Linked DNA regions of Capra hircus: region 2 is linked to region 1. A link is a contact called in public Hi-C data. All regions are on one chromosome and are shown on one strand. The core of a region is the stretch at or near the end of the contact, and the rest is flanking DNA. Distances in the headings are between cores, read along the strand shown. Region 1 holds the start of STARD10 (PCTP-like protein). Region 2 overlaps ARAP1 (arf-GAP with Rho-GAP domain, ANK repeat and PH domain-containing protein 1).

The links. A called contact is a pair of places that touch in the nucleus more often than the background predicts.
Region 2: a Hi-C map of blood shows a contact between it and region 1, with 2.6 times the contacts expected there. The contact joins the enhancer-like site here to the promoter of STARD10 in region 1.

What each region holds. Positions count from the first base shown.
Region 1 is chr15:30,686,728-30,694,413 of ARS1.2, forward strand. STARD10 (PCTP-like protein) reads left to right here and starts at 4,769. Exons shown (of 7, transcript XM_018059390.1): 1 at 4,769-4,793; 2 at 5,435-5,745. The coding sequence starts at 5,539. It overlaps LOC108637666 (a long non-coding RNA gene), which reads right to left and starts at 5,441. Exons shown (of 3, transcript XR_001919221.1): 1 at 5,364-5,441.
Region 2 is chr15:30,741,709-30,749,394 of ARS1.2, forward strand. The region is part of intron 3 of ARAP1 (arf-GAP with Rho-GAP domain, ANK repeat and PH domain-containing protein 1); the gene reads left to right. Among named protein-coding and RNA genes, the nearest start is that of ARAP1, 29 kb to the left of the region's middle. Within about 2 kb of position 5,108, at least 2 of the 5 cell types and tissues checked have an H3K27ac peak or open chromatin away from gene starts, as enhancers often do.

The sequences.
Region 1 (7,686 bases), core at 3,519-6,018:
GGAGAAGACTCTTGAGAGTCCCTTGGACTGCAAGGAGATCCAACCAGTCTATTCTGAAGGAGATCAGCCCTGGGATTTCTTTGGAAGGAATGATGCCACCTCATGTGAAGAGCTGACTCATTGGAAAAGACTCTGATGCTGGGAGGGACTGGGGGCAGGAGGAGAAGGGGATGACAGAGGATGAGATGGCTGGATGGGCCTCATTGACTCGATGGACCTGAGTCTGAGTGAACTCCGCGAGTTGGTAATGGACAGGGAGGCCTGGCGTGCTGCAATTCATGGGGTTGCAAAGAGTCGGACATGACTGAGCGACTGAACTGAACTGACTGAGCTCAGTGTCTGGATGTGAGTCTCATGGCACCATTGTTTTATTGTTTGGGGGCATGTCCTGTGCTTCTGTTGCATGGTTTTGTTGCTAAGCAAGCCTGCTTAGTTTTGTGGTTAAGCAAACCTGCTTTTTCGAGTAATCATTAATTTACAGGAGTTTTTTTCCCCATATTTTTCTACTTATAATCCCCTAGTGGGATTAACTATTTAATCACTTATTTTTGTCCCTCTATTCTATCACCCAGGAGATCAGCCCTGGGTGTTCTTTGGAAGGAATGATGCTGAAGCTGAAACTCCAGTACTTTGGCCACCTCATGTGAAGAGTTGACTCATTGGAAAAGACTCTGATGCTGGGAGGGATTGGGGGCAGGAGGAGAAGGGGACGACAGAGGATGAGATGGCTGGATGGCCTCACCGACTCGATGGACGTGAGTCTGAGTGAACTCCGGGAGATGGTGATGGACAGGGAGGCCTGGCGTGTTGCGATTCATGGGGCCGCAAAGAGTCAGACACGACTGAGTGACTGAGCGACTGAACTGACTGATTCTGTCCCTATCACAGCGCTTGGCTGTGTCAGCGTCACCAGCAGGAGAGGGGATAATAGGTCACTCTAACTGTGTGCTCTGTGATTCCCTGAGGCTCTAGCAGCTCACTCAGGGCAGTGTTTGAGCTGTTTGCTCAGTGAGGCCCAGCAGGGCTAGGAGACCCACCCTGGGCAAACACTCAGATCCGGCTCCAGGTGGGACTAGGGTGCTGAACCTGTTGCCGCCTGCCATCAAACTGTAAAGGACACATCCCTCAAGGCCATGCCAGCCCTGGGGACCTCAGAGTGCTCTGTCCTCAGCCCTTCCAGGGGGGCCTCTGGAATCACCTCTCTGCTGCTTCCTGGTGACATCACGCAAGTCGTTGCTCAGTCTTCTAGAACAGTGCCCCCAGGATATTGCCTTGTTCCCCTAGGCAACCTGGGAATTTTCTCACCCAAACTGGCAAGGCCGGTTACCCCAGAGGAGAGGAGCTGGGGGAAGAAGGGGTCAGGGGGGCCTTCTCCTCATCTCCCAGAGGGGAGATCGAGGCAGCCATCCGTCTGTCTGACTAGATGGTGAGTAGGAGGGAGCACCAGGAGCAAGTCAGGATGTGGTAGCCCCTCATTGTCTAGTACACTTGGGCAGGGGAGGAATCTTGAAGCAAAGAGGTTGGTAACTGCCCCCAAGGCCACCCCTAGGGTAGTGAAAGGGGTGGCATATAGTGGGGAGCAGGGACAGAGCCTTGGGTTAGAAGCTGGGAGACCTAAGATCTTATCTGTGCTCTGACCGTGCTGCTTGGGCCTTTGTTTCTCCGTCTGTACAGTTAGGGGCTGTGGTCCTGATGGGAGCTCAGTGAGGGGAGTTGAGAGAGGAGTGTTACAGACCAGGTCATAGATGGCTCCAGGCAGGTGTCCTGACTCTGTTCCAACAGCTGGCAGGGGTCAGTGAGCAAGAACTGGTGTGAATATCTCCAAACAATCCCCCACCCCATTCCGGGAGTCCTACTGGGTACTTGTGGTCCCCAGATGGCTTCTGTCTTACTTTGATTCAGGGGCGTCGCTATTCCTCCCACACCTCAGCTTCTCTCTCTGTGAGGAGCGCGTGTAAAACCCGCACTTGCTCAGTGCCCTGGGTCACGATTCCTTGCATTCTTGTGATGCCTCTCAGCCTGCTAAGCACTGTCTCTTTCTCATACACACTCCTGCCTTCCACCCCAACTCTGAGTCCTGCTTGGTGTTGTCCCCATCCTGGGGCTGGGGTCCGGAAGGGCACCTCCACCCAGTCCACTTTCTGTTGAGCCCTGTGACTGGGACAGGGGCTGCAAGGGACACACAGGGTCGCGCTTCACCAACCTTTTCCACTGTTTACTCGTTCATGAGAACCTTAACAACCATCCTACCAAGGTATTTCCTTAACACTTTTTGTAGGAAATATGCCATGTTTGAACAGTGTATTTATTCCTCCCTACCTTTCCCCTTCCAGTTTATATTTTTAGTTATTTGGGCATGAAACTGACATGTATACAACTCTTTTCCTTGCAGTAATTCTCAGAGAGTAGGTATTATTATTCTAGATGAAGAAATTGAAACTCAGACAGGACATGTCACCTGCTCTTGGTCACACATTTAGGAAATGGTATCAACAGAATTTGAACCCAGGTCCACTTTGCACTTCCAGGCTGTGGGAAGCAGGGATCACCAAATCCTAGGACTCCTCTCCAGGCTCCTCCCCCAGGTCACACATCCCAGCCCTCCCAGCCTTCTCTCTGCTGCTCAGGGGTGTTTGAGACAGGATATGAATCTGCTTTGATCCAGGCATGTTTGGGCGGTTGTTATGAACCCTTGAGCCAGAGATACCTAAATTCCTGGGGGACTAGGAGGGCCTGCAAGGGCAAATTGTTGATGAATGAGGATTTATGCTCCAGCCAGCCTGGCAACCTCCAGGCAGGGTTGAGCCCAGAGCATGGCCACCTGAGCCCAGGGGTACCAGGTCACCCACCTTTTTTGACCCAAGACCCAGAAGATTCATTCTTGGTTAATCTCTATTTGGATTTGAGTGCTGGTTTGATTTCTGCCATCACTACTTCCCTGAATTTGTGTGTCTCAGACTGGCAGTGCTCTCAGGGGTGGAGGAGTCCTGGGAGCCTGTCCTCGCTGCTATCTCCTGCTGTCACTTCAGCCTTATCTCTTCCTCCCAGTACTAGGCGATGGGGATGAGAGGTGTACAGTCCTGGTGCCTGCTGTCAGCTGACGTGTGTCACTGGGGCCCTAAAAAGGCAGAAGCCACCAGGCCAGTGCTTCTCTCCCTTTTCCTCATGGCAGATCCCAGAGGCTACAGTTCACAAAGCAGGCTCTGTATACCCCTCTTTTGAGTCTCTCATCAGCCTGGGTATGAGGCTGTCAGATAAAACGACTGAAGCCGGGGGAGGGGCAGTGAACTGCCTACGGCTGGGGTGAAGGCAGAGGATGTATATAGCAGAGAGCCAGAGCCCTGGCCTCCTGAACCCAAAGCCCACCCTCACGCACCCCACCCCCAGGCCACCCACTACCACACGCTTAAAGAATGTGGGTTAGAAGGGCCAAGGATGATTATCTGACTGTGCTGCTCACACTGGAGATCCAAGATCACGTGGGGACCTGCAACTCATTTTACAAGACTTACTTTGCAGAATGCCCCTTGGGGTGACTTGCCATCACACTTGCCTCCTCACCCCCTCGACTTTTAAAATTGGGCCTGATTCACGAACGTCTCAGAGCCCTAAGCACTTGAGTAAGAAACACCTCTATTTGTGAATCCACCATGACAACTCCTCATCTTTCTCTAGCACCTTTAAGAAAAGCTATTCCATCCTGGAACTCAAGGATGGTGAGGCTAGGAGGTTATACATTCTGATGCTCACATTCTACAGATAGGAAACTCAGGCCCAGAGAGTTGGGGCAGCCAGAGCCAAGGAAGGAACCCTGGGGTGGGAGGAGGCTGAGATCTGGGATCTTGGCAGGATGGCCATGTACTCACTGATGACACTGGGCAAGTGATGGGGCACTTGTGCCCTATTAGCTGCCCATCCAAGGGAGCTCACCATGAGCCCTCCCTAGTCACTAGGGTAGTGAATGCTCAGCCTTGAGCCTGTTGCCACACTCACATTGGCCTGGCCTCAGAAAAATTGAGCTATTGGCCTCAGTTAACACAGAGCAGCTGGAGACAGAGCTAGCACTAGGACCCAGGGGGCAGGTAGCAGTCTCTCTGGCTGGAAGGGGTGGCTGGAGTGCTGGTGGACATATCTCCCCTGTGGCTGTGGAGCTCTGGCCAGCTCTGCCTGGGGAGGGCCAGGGAGCCCCAGAGCTCTGGAGCCAGATGCTCTGGAAAGCCTAGTCTAATCCATGGGAGGTGTGTGAATACGTACAGGGGTGCTCAGGAGGACTGGGGGTGGACAAGGACCAGAGTCCGGGACTGGAGGAGGATTCAAGCTCCCAGCTGGGAGTGCGATGGGAGTGGAGATTTTGTCCAAGTCTACCCACCTTGTGAACCTTGAGGCCAGGGGTTGGTAGGGGAGGCAAGCTGTGGGCTCTTGATTGTGGTGGGAGTGTGCCCATCTTTGGCTCTGAGGGGTGTGGTGTGGGGATGTCTCTGGGTGGTTCTAGGGACAGCTGCTTGTGTATCTTAAGTAGGCTGTTGCAGAGGTGTGTACCTGTGAGTGTGGGAAGGTGTTGGAGATAAAGGGTTCACAATTAACTTCCAGAATCCCTCTTCTAGCACCTCCTCGCTCTTCCTCTCAGAGCCCTATCTATCTTGGACCCTCCTCAACCCCTGCCTGAGGACTGGTCCGGCCAGGTCCTCTTCGGGGGCGATGGGGGCGGGCGCTAGGACCCGGCTGGGCGGGGCGGGGCGGGGCTCCAAGCCCCGTCAGCTGTACCTCCGCAGCCTGGAAAATACCAAGCGCAGGCGAGCGGAGCCCCCGAAGCCCCCAGCCTAGCCCCTGGGGAGGGAGGAAGGTGGGGTGGGGGGCGGGTGGTGCGCGCGGGGCCGGGGGAAGCGGGGCGGGGCCGGGCGGCGGGACCCGCTGCTCCTCCCCCCAGAACCCCCGCGCGGCCCCGGTCGCCCGGGCAGCGGCGGCGGCGGTGGCGGCAGAGGCGCTCGCACCCCCGGCCCCGGCCGGCCCCCGGCGAGTAGCGGGCACAGGTGAGCCTGCCGGCCCCGCGGGCGCCCCCCCCCGCCCCCCCCCCCCCCCGCCACCGGCCCAGCGCGCTTCCCGCGCCGGCGCCGCTGGCGAGTTAGTTGAGCCAGTCCGGCCGGCGCTGCGCGGACCCCACCGGACCGTCCGTCACCTCGGGTCCCGGCCTCCCCTGGGTCCCGACGGGCTTCCCCCGCACCCCGATACGCAGCCCCCAGTACGGCTCCCACCCCCGGCGGTCTGAGGTCGCGCTTTTGCGGAGAGAGAGAGGGGCGTACTGCCCAGTGGCGGCGGTACGCTCTGGCCAGGGGGCCAGCCTCTGCCTCTCTCGAACTCGCTACCTGCCAGGACCCCGGACAGCCGCACGCGCGCCGGCAGCGTTCTGACTCCTGTTTCCAAACCGGTCTTGCAGGTCCCTGGAAGGTGGCGTCAGCATCTGCAGCCGCGTCGACGTTGTCGGAGCCTCCGCGGAGGACCCAGGAGAGCCGGACCAGGACCAGGGCCCTGGGCCTCCCCATGGAGCAGTCAGCTGCCTCCCCAGAGCCCCCGGGGCCTCGGCCAGTCCTGGGCCGCGACAGCGTCCAGGTGCCCGACGACCAGGACTTCCGCAGCTTCCGGTCAGAGTGTGAGGCCGAGGCGGGCTGGAACCTGACCTACAGCAAAGCTGGTGTGTCTGTGTGGGTGCAGGCTGTGGAGATGGATCGTACCCTGCACAAGATCAAGGTAGGGTGGCCCCGCAGCAGGTGCAGCCGACACTGCGCCCTGACTCCCTCTGACTGGGAGTCTCCCTGTCCTCCAGCAGGGGTACAGACACCTGGCTGTGCACCTCAGAGTCTCCTGCGAGGACCCAGGAGGCACAGTTTGCTGGGAGACAGGGGGTGTGACTCACTCAGCCCCTGCCTGCTCAGGAAGGTGGACCACTGCCAAGCCCACCTAGGAGAGTGGCCTTCCTCAAGGAGCCCTCTGCCCTTGAAGCCTTTATCAGGTCCTGACTTGAGTCATCTCAGGTGGGAGACTGAGCCTTTCAGTCCCGAATTCCTGATTCTCTCAGCCTGAGCTGGGTCTCATTCCGCACTCTCTGCGCTTCTTCCTGCCAGATGCTCTGCTCTTCCCTCTTCCCTCCTGGCTGTCCCCTGAGTCTCTCCTGCAGGGACTCAGGATCCTGGGTGGCAGATCCTGAAAGCGGGGCTTAGATGTCCCTGCCTCACACAGGGCCAGGCTGGGCCGGCAGGCTGGGAAAGGAGGGACCAGGGTGTAGGCCAGCAGAGGCAGGGAATATGCAGGCATAGTTGGCCTCTCTCACAGCCATGCACTCCACTCCTCACAACCCCATGATTTTCTTCTGTTTGTCAAAAGAGGGCCGGCTTGGGGTTTGGGACCCTGTGAGTCCACCTCCCCTGGGGACTAGATGGGGAATAGGCTAGTAAAGACTCTGATGAGAGGCCTCAGTGACTGCCTCCAACACAACACATCTGGCATTGCTGTGAGTGCCACTTTTCAAGGTGGCAGATCTCCCTTCCGCGGCTCCTGGCAGTAGACTGTGCCCTCCCCTCTCTCTTGCCTCAGCCTTCCCACTCTCTCAAACACGTGGAGAAGTGTATTCCTGTGGTGGAAGCCGGCAGAGGTGGGAGCAGGGCAGTGGACTTGGAGAGCGCGCCCGCCCTCCCCCACTCCAGCCCCTCCTGCCTGGGACCTGCCCTTGGATTCGGATTTAGCTCTGGCATCAGGGCCTCATAATAGGGCCAGAGATGTCTGACCTTCCCTGCTGACCTGTGCCTTTCTGTCTCACTTTGTCTTAGTCATTTAGAGCTTCGTCTATCTGTCCTCATGTAGGCACCTGGCTCACCCGTTCTGCCTTCCCTGCTCCCTTCTTGACTCTCTGTCTGCACCCTGGCTATCTGACTGTCTTTTTCTTTCCCAGTTCCCATGTCTGTCTCCTTTTTTCCCTTTCTGGAACTCTCTACCCGGGCCTGAGGACTCTGGGCCGGGGGCTTCCCCAGAGCTGGACCTGTGCCTAAGCCTGAGGAGTGGGGAAGGGCAGGGCCACTGGCATGTTCCAGCTTAGTGCTCTCCAGGGACAGGGACACGTCCTATCCTTTGCATCCTCAGCCTCCAACACAGGCCCAGCAGGGATGTTGGTTGAATGAAGGATGGAAGGAACGAACGAATGAAGGAACACATTGAATATAAAGTGAGCAAAGTTGTTGTGAGAAAAAGGTTGTTTTCCTGCCTGTAACCTGGGAAAGGCTCAGGCTGGCCTGTGCCAAGGGGTAGGGAAGCATAATCTCCCCATCAAGCTGGCTCTCCAGAAGGAAGGGTAGGGGAAAGTCTGAACTGAGCCGGGGACTCCCACCCTCTGTGTCAACAGAGTGGAGCTGCCTCCTCCATCTGGCTTGGTTAATGAATAAACCCAGCCCAGTCCAGGACTGGAATTGGTGAGTCTGGGAGCCAGACCTCCACAATAGACCCCTTGTGGCCATATCAGATTTGTCAGGTGTTCTTCCTTGAGAGTAGAGGGGACTGGGAAAACTGGGGTATTGTGGGCTTGTAGTTAGGGCGTACACCTGGCCTTCCTTCCCTCTCAGACTGAGCAGCAGAGGTTGGAGGTGCCTTTGCAATCCCCTTTTCAAATTCACTCCTTACTGGAGTGCAAGTCCAGAGAGG
Region 2 (7,686 bases), core at 3,858-6,357, 55 kb after region 1:
CTGAGGGAGCGTTTTTCCCTGGCTCCGGTCCATCACTGGGCTTCCCAGTGGAATTTGTGATTGATTACTGTGTGTGCATGTGTGTACTTAGGAGGGAGTAACTCCACGTGAGGGCGTGGCTGGCCAGTTTGTCTGTGTGCACCTATAGGTGTACATCTAGCCAGGTGGTAGCATGTCTGTGTATTTCTGCAACCGCACATGTTCTAAGGGAGGCAGCGTGTAATAATTATGTGTATACACAGGTGGGGATTTATACGATTTCAGTGGTTACGTGCTATAGTGTGTATACAAATTTATCACGCCCTGTATGCACACATACATGTGCCCAAGTGTTCTGTACTGTGGGGGCTCCAAGAACATGAGTGTATTTGTGAGTGCGTGTGTTGTGGGTGGTGAGTTGTTTCTTTGTGTACGGTCAGGTGTGAGCCAGTGTGTACTTGTGCTGTGTTTGCAAGTGCTGCCAAAAGGCCGAGCCCCCTAGAATGTCAGCTCCATTAGGGGCTCAGATCCTTTTCAGTTTCATTTACTGCCACATACCCAACATTTGAAACAATGCCAGGTGCCTGACAGGTACTCAGAAAATGTTTGTTGTTTGAGTAAATAGATGAGACCTGCATGAGCTTCTGTACCACCAGGTGCTGAGCTTGTGTGCTGCCCATGCTGACTCAGCACCCTGTGAGTGCCCTCCGCACACACTGGACCCTGGACAGTAGGGTTACAGGATACCCCAAATCCCTTCCCACTCCCCGACCTCTGTCACCCCAGGCATCTTGGAAAGGGAGAGACCTTTAGGGGAGGCAGGCAGAAAATGAGCAAGGATGGCATCTCTTCCCCTCTGCCCCAACTGGGTCAGAACTCTCAGAAGCAGGTTCACTATTTGCCTGGCCTAGGAGGACCCTGTTTCACCCCCAAAGGGTCTGCACCCCCACCATCACCTAAGCCTGTAATGGGTAACTAACTGACAAGTCCAGAGACACTGAGAAACTTGTTCAAAGTCACACAACCCAGTATAGGAGAAGGCAGTGTTCAAACCCTGCCTGTTGGCCTGGGACTGTCTACTCAGCTTCAGGTGTCATAGATGTGAACCCTCTGAGCCTGCTTCCCTGACCGTGGCAGCGAGGTCATTTCTGACCCAGGGTCACTCTGCAGAGCCTCCCCTAGCCTGCTCTGGGCCTCCGTGTCCTACTCCGATACTTGGATGTCTGGAGAAACCTGGAGAAGAGGGAAAATTTGCCCAGAGTGGGCAGCAGCCAGCTGGAGTCACATCGCAAGGCCTCCCACCTGTGCCCTCGACCCTCTGCAGCCCAGCCAATCCCTGGGCTTCCTGGAGACTGATCACTTGTTGCTGGGGCAGAACTTGCTCTCTTCAGAGAGCCTCTTTCCTAGCTTCTCTGGGCCTTGTGTGAGTGGGGAGGGGCCAGCCAGAGTATCCACTCTGGAAGGCCCTGCTTGATGTCACTGGAGTAGTTTGTCCACCCACTTCAGCTTAGAGGGGGAGCCAGCCTGGGGGCGGGAAGGAAGTGTCTGCCCCAGGGGATTCTGGGTGACTTTTCTCTGTCTCAGTCGAGTTTTCAGGAAGTGTGTGTGTTGGCCAGGGCTGCAGGGGGCGGGGGGAGGCGGAGAGCAGGAAGCTAGAGAAGACCAAAGCTGGATTCAGACACAGACACGCACATACACGTACACGTACACACACTCACTCTCCCAGACAGACTCACAGTCACACACAGAAACACACACTCCAACAAGTGATCACAAACACTCCGACACAAATCACGGGAGTGCAGAGCCATACCTGGAACCAGACGTGGCCTCAGGCACACCCAGGGAGTGGGGCCAGGCTGTCTGCGAGACCAGCGTGGGTCGGACACAGGCTGGACAGTCAGGTACCCGGCTCACATTGGGCGCAGCTGGCCAGAACCACGGGAGCTCTTGGGCCCTGGATCCAGAGGGCGTCTGAGGGTGAGCAAGGGGCCACCGTGGGCTGGGCTGTCGGCTGAGGGAAGGGGGCAGTCTCTTCCTACGGGCCTGGGAGGGCAGGAATCCCAGACTGTCTGTCTGTCTGTCACCTCTCCCCAGGTTAGGTTTTCTGTGCTGCTCTCCTCCCCCTCCCTTTTTTACTCTCAGACTTCCCTCTTTTCTTTCACTTTCTCTACATTTTCTGTTTTCTCCTGCCCTTTCCTTTTCTCCCCTCTCTCTTCTCCACTTCTGCCCTGGGCTTTCCGCAGCTCCATCTCCCTGTAAGTGTCTCTCCTGGGTTCATTGGGAGCCTCCGGGGCCTGTCTTCTGGGCCGCCTGGACTGCTCCTCTGTGGGGCCTCTGCCCTAAAGCGATCTGGTGCTGATCTCACTTCTGGCTCCCTGCACCCCCCTGAGGATTCCCTTCGGAGGCTTAGGTGACTTACCTCAGGGTCAAGTTCAAGGGTGCTGTAGCTCTGGAAGCTCACCTATCCAAGCCCTCTTGCCCTCCCCTCTTCCAGGCAACAGGGAGACCTGCCAAGGGCTGACCCTTAACTCGTGTCTTCCTACCCCTTCTTCCAGGCCTGCTGGTATGGTGGGTGTGCCTTTGTTATTGGGGGGATCTCCCCAGTTGCTGTAACCCCTAATGAACTCAGTAACCCCATACTTGGGCCACTAGGGGCAAAGAGATTCCTCTAAGCAGATTCTGTCTGTGTGGCTGGCCCACCCCTGCACCCTTGGCTCATCTTTCCACAGGGCCCAGCAAACACCTGCACCTTCTCCTCTGGCCAGGCCAGCCCAGGGATGGGGGAGAGGGGCTAGTACAGTCATGTGCTCCCTGAGGGGTGAACTTCCTCCCCCCACTGCCTTCACAGGCCAGCATTGGGTCAGGCCTAGGAGGCGTGAAGAGCTGCCACAGGAGACCTAGGCCTCACCCTTTGCTGCCCACGACAGCAGGGCGCCCAACTGTGAGCTTAGAGGAGGGAGCAGTTGGGTGGACTTCCTGAAGGAGGAGGTGTATCTTGAGCACAGGAGAGTTGATGATCTGGGTCATCATGAGGATTAAATGAAAAAAAAAAGACTTCCATGAGAATGCCTGGCATAAAGGGGATACTTAAGCCAGTGGTAGTTACATTGTTCCAAGGGCATGTGCAAAGAGCTGGGTGAAACATTGGTTTTAAAGGTGGGTGCCAGGTCAGTTGGGCACTGCTCTATGGAGGGATGGAGAGATGCTGACCTCCAGTATTCAGTATGTGAGTGGGGTGATGGTCATTCATTCACTCAAAATGCAGTCACCAAAGCCCCCTCTGTGTTGGGTGATGCTGTGGCATGGAGAGGGCTTGGCCTGAGAGGATTCACAGCTTATGCAAAAGCTGAGAGGCGTCCAGCAGACATCATGTCTAAGGAGTGATACCCTGGGAAGGGCTTTCTCCACTGTGGCTTGGGCAGAAGTAAATAGAACAGAACCCGGAAAGTGCTAGAGGAGCTGAGCTTTGGGCCTCATGATGGAGAAGGAAGGATAAGGGCAGCCATGGAGGAAGAAGGAAGCATAGGGCTGAGGCATGGGCCCCAAGGAGGACAAGGAAGTGGGGAGTTGGGAAAGGCTGCCCTCGTGGGTAGAGGAGGTCAGGAGAGGAGGCCAATGTGTCCAAATCATGGTCTGACCCCACCTCTTGGCCCTGCTGGTGCAAGTCCAGGGGCTGGTTTGGGCTGGGTCCCTCCAAGGCCTGTGTGACCCTTTAGGGAGAAGATCCTGACTCAGGACGGAGTGTAGACCCGGGTCCTTGGTCCTCTGAGGTCAGTACAGTGAAGCAGACAATGAAAGATACAACTATACTGAGTGCTCAGAAGCCTGAAGGCTAGAGAAGCGTCAAAGAGACCCCAACCCAGCCAGGGGTACTAAGGGAGGCACAAAGTGGAGAAGAAGGATGTATGACTTGCACCTTTGGAAGGAAAAGTAGCAGGTGGCCGGGCAGGGAGCTGTGTTCCTGGTGGAAGGAACAGTATGGACAAAAGCCTGCAAGTCCGCATTTATGGAAAGCAGCTCAGCTCAGGATGGCTGGAGTGTGAGTGGGGGATGAGTTCCAGGCCAGCCTGAGATATTCAGACTGCCCCGTCCTGTATCCCGGCCCCTCTGCCTCTGGGGTGACTGAGATCCAGGGGCCACCCTGGAGGAGGGGCCATGAAGCAGGTTCCTGGTTCAGCCTGTGCAGCCTGGGCCTCCTGCAGAGTGGCCCTGTGGCCTCACCCAGCCACAGCCAGGGTGAGAAAATTGTGTTGACAACTTGTGACCGTGGCTCTCTACTGGTTGTCAGCGAGCCGGGAAGCAGATCAGAGGGGAACTTGAGGCTTGGAGGTGAAGTGATATGCTTTGGAAGGACACAGACCGATCAGTGGTTCAGCTGGATTGGAGGTCCAGGGCTGCCTGGCTGCCAAGCTGCGTCTCTTACCTACAGTGACGACATGTCTCATTTCGCCCAGGATAAGCCCACTTGCACCTGTGACCTGACATAGTTGTTAATAGTGCCTCTTTTGGGACTTTCTGGTGGTCCAGTGGGTGAGATTCTACACTTGTTCACAATGCAGGGGGCATGGGTTTGATCCCTGGTCAGGGAACTAAGATCCCACATGCTGCGAAAAAAAAAAAAGTGCCTCTTTTAACTCTTGGAAATGTTATCGTTTATATGATTAATTACATGGTCACCCTACTCCTCTGTTCTTACCCATTCTGGCTTGGGACCCTCACATGTCCCCTAATCTATAGATATGTAAGGTTGGCTGTATGTATTTGCTGTAACCCAGTAAAACAAACCTCCTTAGGCTAAGGGCCCAGGCTGGGGTGCCCCCTGCCCTAGAGTGCCTAGCCTTGCTTTGGGCATAAGGTGGAGAGCAGATGGGTCCATATGCCACTTAGATAGAGAAGAAAGGGGCTGAAGGAGCAGAGGGGTCAGGAATGAGGGGCAGGCGGAGAGCAGCTTTGCATGGGCGTCGCGGAGGCTGCCCAGAGGAGGACTATTGAGCCGTGTTCAAAGGCACAGACAGGCTTTCCACAAGCTGAGATGTAGGGAGAGGGCCAGGAGGTGTAGGCAGGAAGAAGTGGTGTGAGCAGGGCTGCTGAGTCCATGCCCAGGCCTGGGACTGATCTTCCGGTCTTGTAGGGCCAGGGGTCAGTGGGAGCACCCCAGCTGGGCTTCAGCTACAGATTGGAGCTGGGGCTGCTCTAAGGGGTGCAGGCACCAAGTGGTCAGGACTCTGGCTAGTTTTCGGGCACTCTGTGGGCACTGCCCCGTCCCCCAGAATTTCCCACATCTGTGCCTTCCTGATACCACTTCTCCTTTCCTGGGCTTGGCCCTGACTCAGCATGGCCCTGGTCCCCCGTGGTAGGCGGGGAGAGGGATCAGCTAGGAGGCTTCCTGGAAGAGACGTCTAGAATGAGATTGGGAGGCCCGTGGGGTCCCCTTGCTCCGCTTTCTTGGCATATAACCCTTTTCCTGCAAAGACTTTGCTGGGAAAGGAGCCCTTAGCATCTGTTCCTGTCTCCCTTATCACTATGGTAACAGGGCCATCAGAAATGTGATCACATTTCCTTTTGGATGGAACATCAACTCAGAGCTGTCTGGATCCTGAGTTGTAGCCAGTGTGAGGAGGCGGATCTCAGAGAAGCCCTGGGATCCCGGCTATGGCCTCATTTGCCCCTGATGGTTGAGTTTGCAGCTGTGGTGCTGTACTTCCTGGGTGAACATCCTAGTTGTGGGACCAAGAACAAATTACTTCCTGTCTCCATGTCTCAATTCCTCATCTGTAAAGTGGGGATAGCAAGAAGCCCTGCCTTAGGGAACCCTTGTGATGAGTAAATGAGTGAATCCACTTAAAGCTCCTGGGAAAGTATGCATACACACACACATACTTAATAAAAATTAAGTAATCCAGGTCTTCATTTATTAATCCCTGCTGAGTGCTGGGCATACAGTAGTGAAGAAGGAGGATATGGCAATTGTCTTAGGGAACCCACGTGCTGGGGAGCCAGGCCTCAGGAAGGGCAGGTCCCTCACAGATGATCAGGACGGTGGTGGGGGAGGACTGGGGGCCAGAGATGAGAGGACTGATGCTGCCTGGGTTCTGAGGATGCTCTGTTGCCATCAGCTTTGCCTCAGTGCTGGCTCTGAGTCCTGGGGGAGGCAGGGAGCCAGGCCGACACAGCCCTGCTTGGCATTGGAAGGGCAGAGGCTGTCCCCCCTGCTCTGAGCACGTCTGATTGGTCCTGATCCAACATCCTAGAGCTCTCCTCTCAGCTGATCACAGGCTGGGCCTCCAAGGGCCCCTTCCTATTGGAGTCTGGGAGACTATGTGTGATAGTTTGCTTTGGACTTTAGACTTGACCAGCTGGGAGCTGACACCACAGGTCATGCCCTCGGGCCTGCCTTTTATTTGCTTCCCTCTTGACCCTATTGGCTAACCTGTCCACCTACCTATCCACCCACCCACCCAGCCAACATGCTCTTGTTGCTATCTCAGCCAGGCCCTGTACTAGGTGGGCTGTGGGGATAAAGAGTCAAGATCAAGGCTGCCCTTGCCCTAAAGAGATTCAGGGTCATGTTGGGGAGACAGCCTAGTACAGTGCTCATTGTAGGGGGAGTCTTCGCAGGTCCAGCTAAACTCCCACCCTAGGCCCACTTGGCATCAGATTCTCTGAGAAGCATAGAGAGAGGGAAGAGCTGGCCACCAGGACAGCGGTGGGTCTTCCTCTGCTGGAGGGTGCTCCTGGCAGTCACTGCCGCCGTCCACATAGCTGTCTGGGGGCCATTCTCTGTGGTCCTCCAGGGGGCAGCTTGGGGGTGGGGGACAAGACTCACAGTGGACAAGTGTGGGAGCCACCCTGGCTTGGAGACCTCTTGCTCCAAGGAGCCAATATGTCTTCTAACAACCTAGCAGGTGTGGCTTCAGGTCCTTTGCACAGGCTGTGCCCAGTAACAAGCTTCCACACTCTGGGAAGCCCAGAGCTCCAGCTTCTCCCCCAGGTCAAGAGATCACTTACAATTTCTCCCAGTCCAGGTGCAGTTCCACACTCAAGCCACTAAAGGTAGTGTTGCCTGGGAGCGTGGCTGACATACCACCTTCATCAGGTTTCTAGGGAGAAAGAATTTTGTCCATTCTTTACCTATGGAGAAAAAGAAGATAGAGTTCAGGGTGATCTAGAAGTAGCCACTACGTGTCCTAAGAAGCATCCAGACTGTGGCATCAGGGTTCAGGTCTGGCTTAGATGCTAGCACAGTACCTGGCACAAAGGAAGGCGTTACTAAAAATCGGGTTACTTGGAATAATTCACCTAAAAGCTCATCACAGAGGATAACATGGGCAGGGCCTAGGGGAGCAGGAAGGAGGGGTCAGGAAAGACTTTGAGAGAAGGGGCATTGAGTGAGAAGTTAAAGGATGAGTAGATCTCAGTGCAAAGAAATAGAGGAAACAATAGAATGGAAAAGACTAGAGATCTCTTCAAGAAAATTAGAGATACCAAGGGAACATTGCATGCAAAGATGGGCACAATAAAGGACAGAAATGATATGGACCTAACAGAAGAAGAAGATATTAAGAAGAGGTGGCAAGAATACACAGAAGAACTATACAAAAAAGGTCTTCATGACCCAGATAATCACGATGGTATGATCACTTACCTGGAGCCAGACATCCTGGAATGCAAAGTCAAATGGGCCTTAGGAAGCATCACTACGAA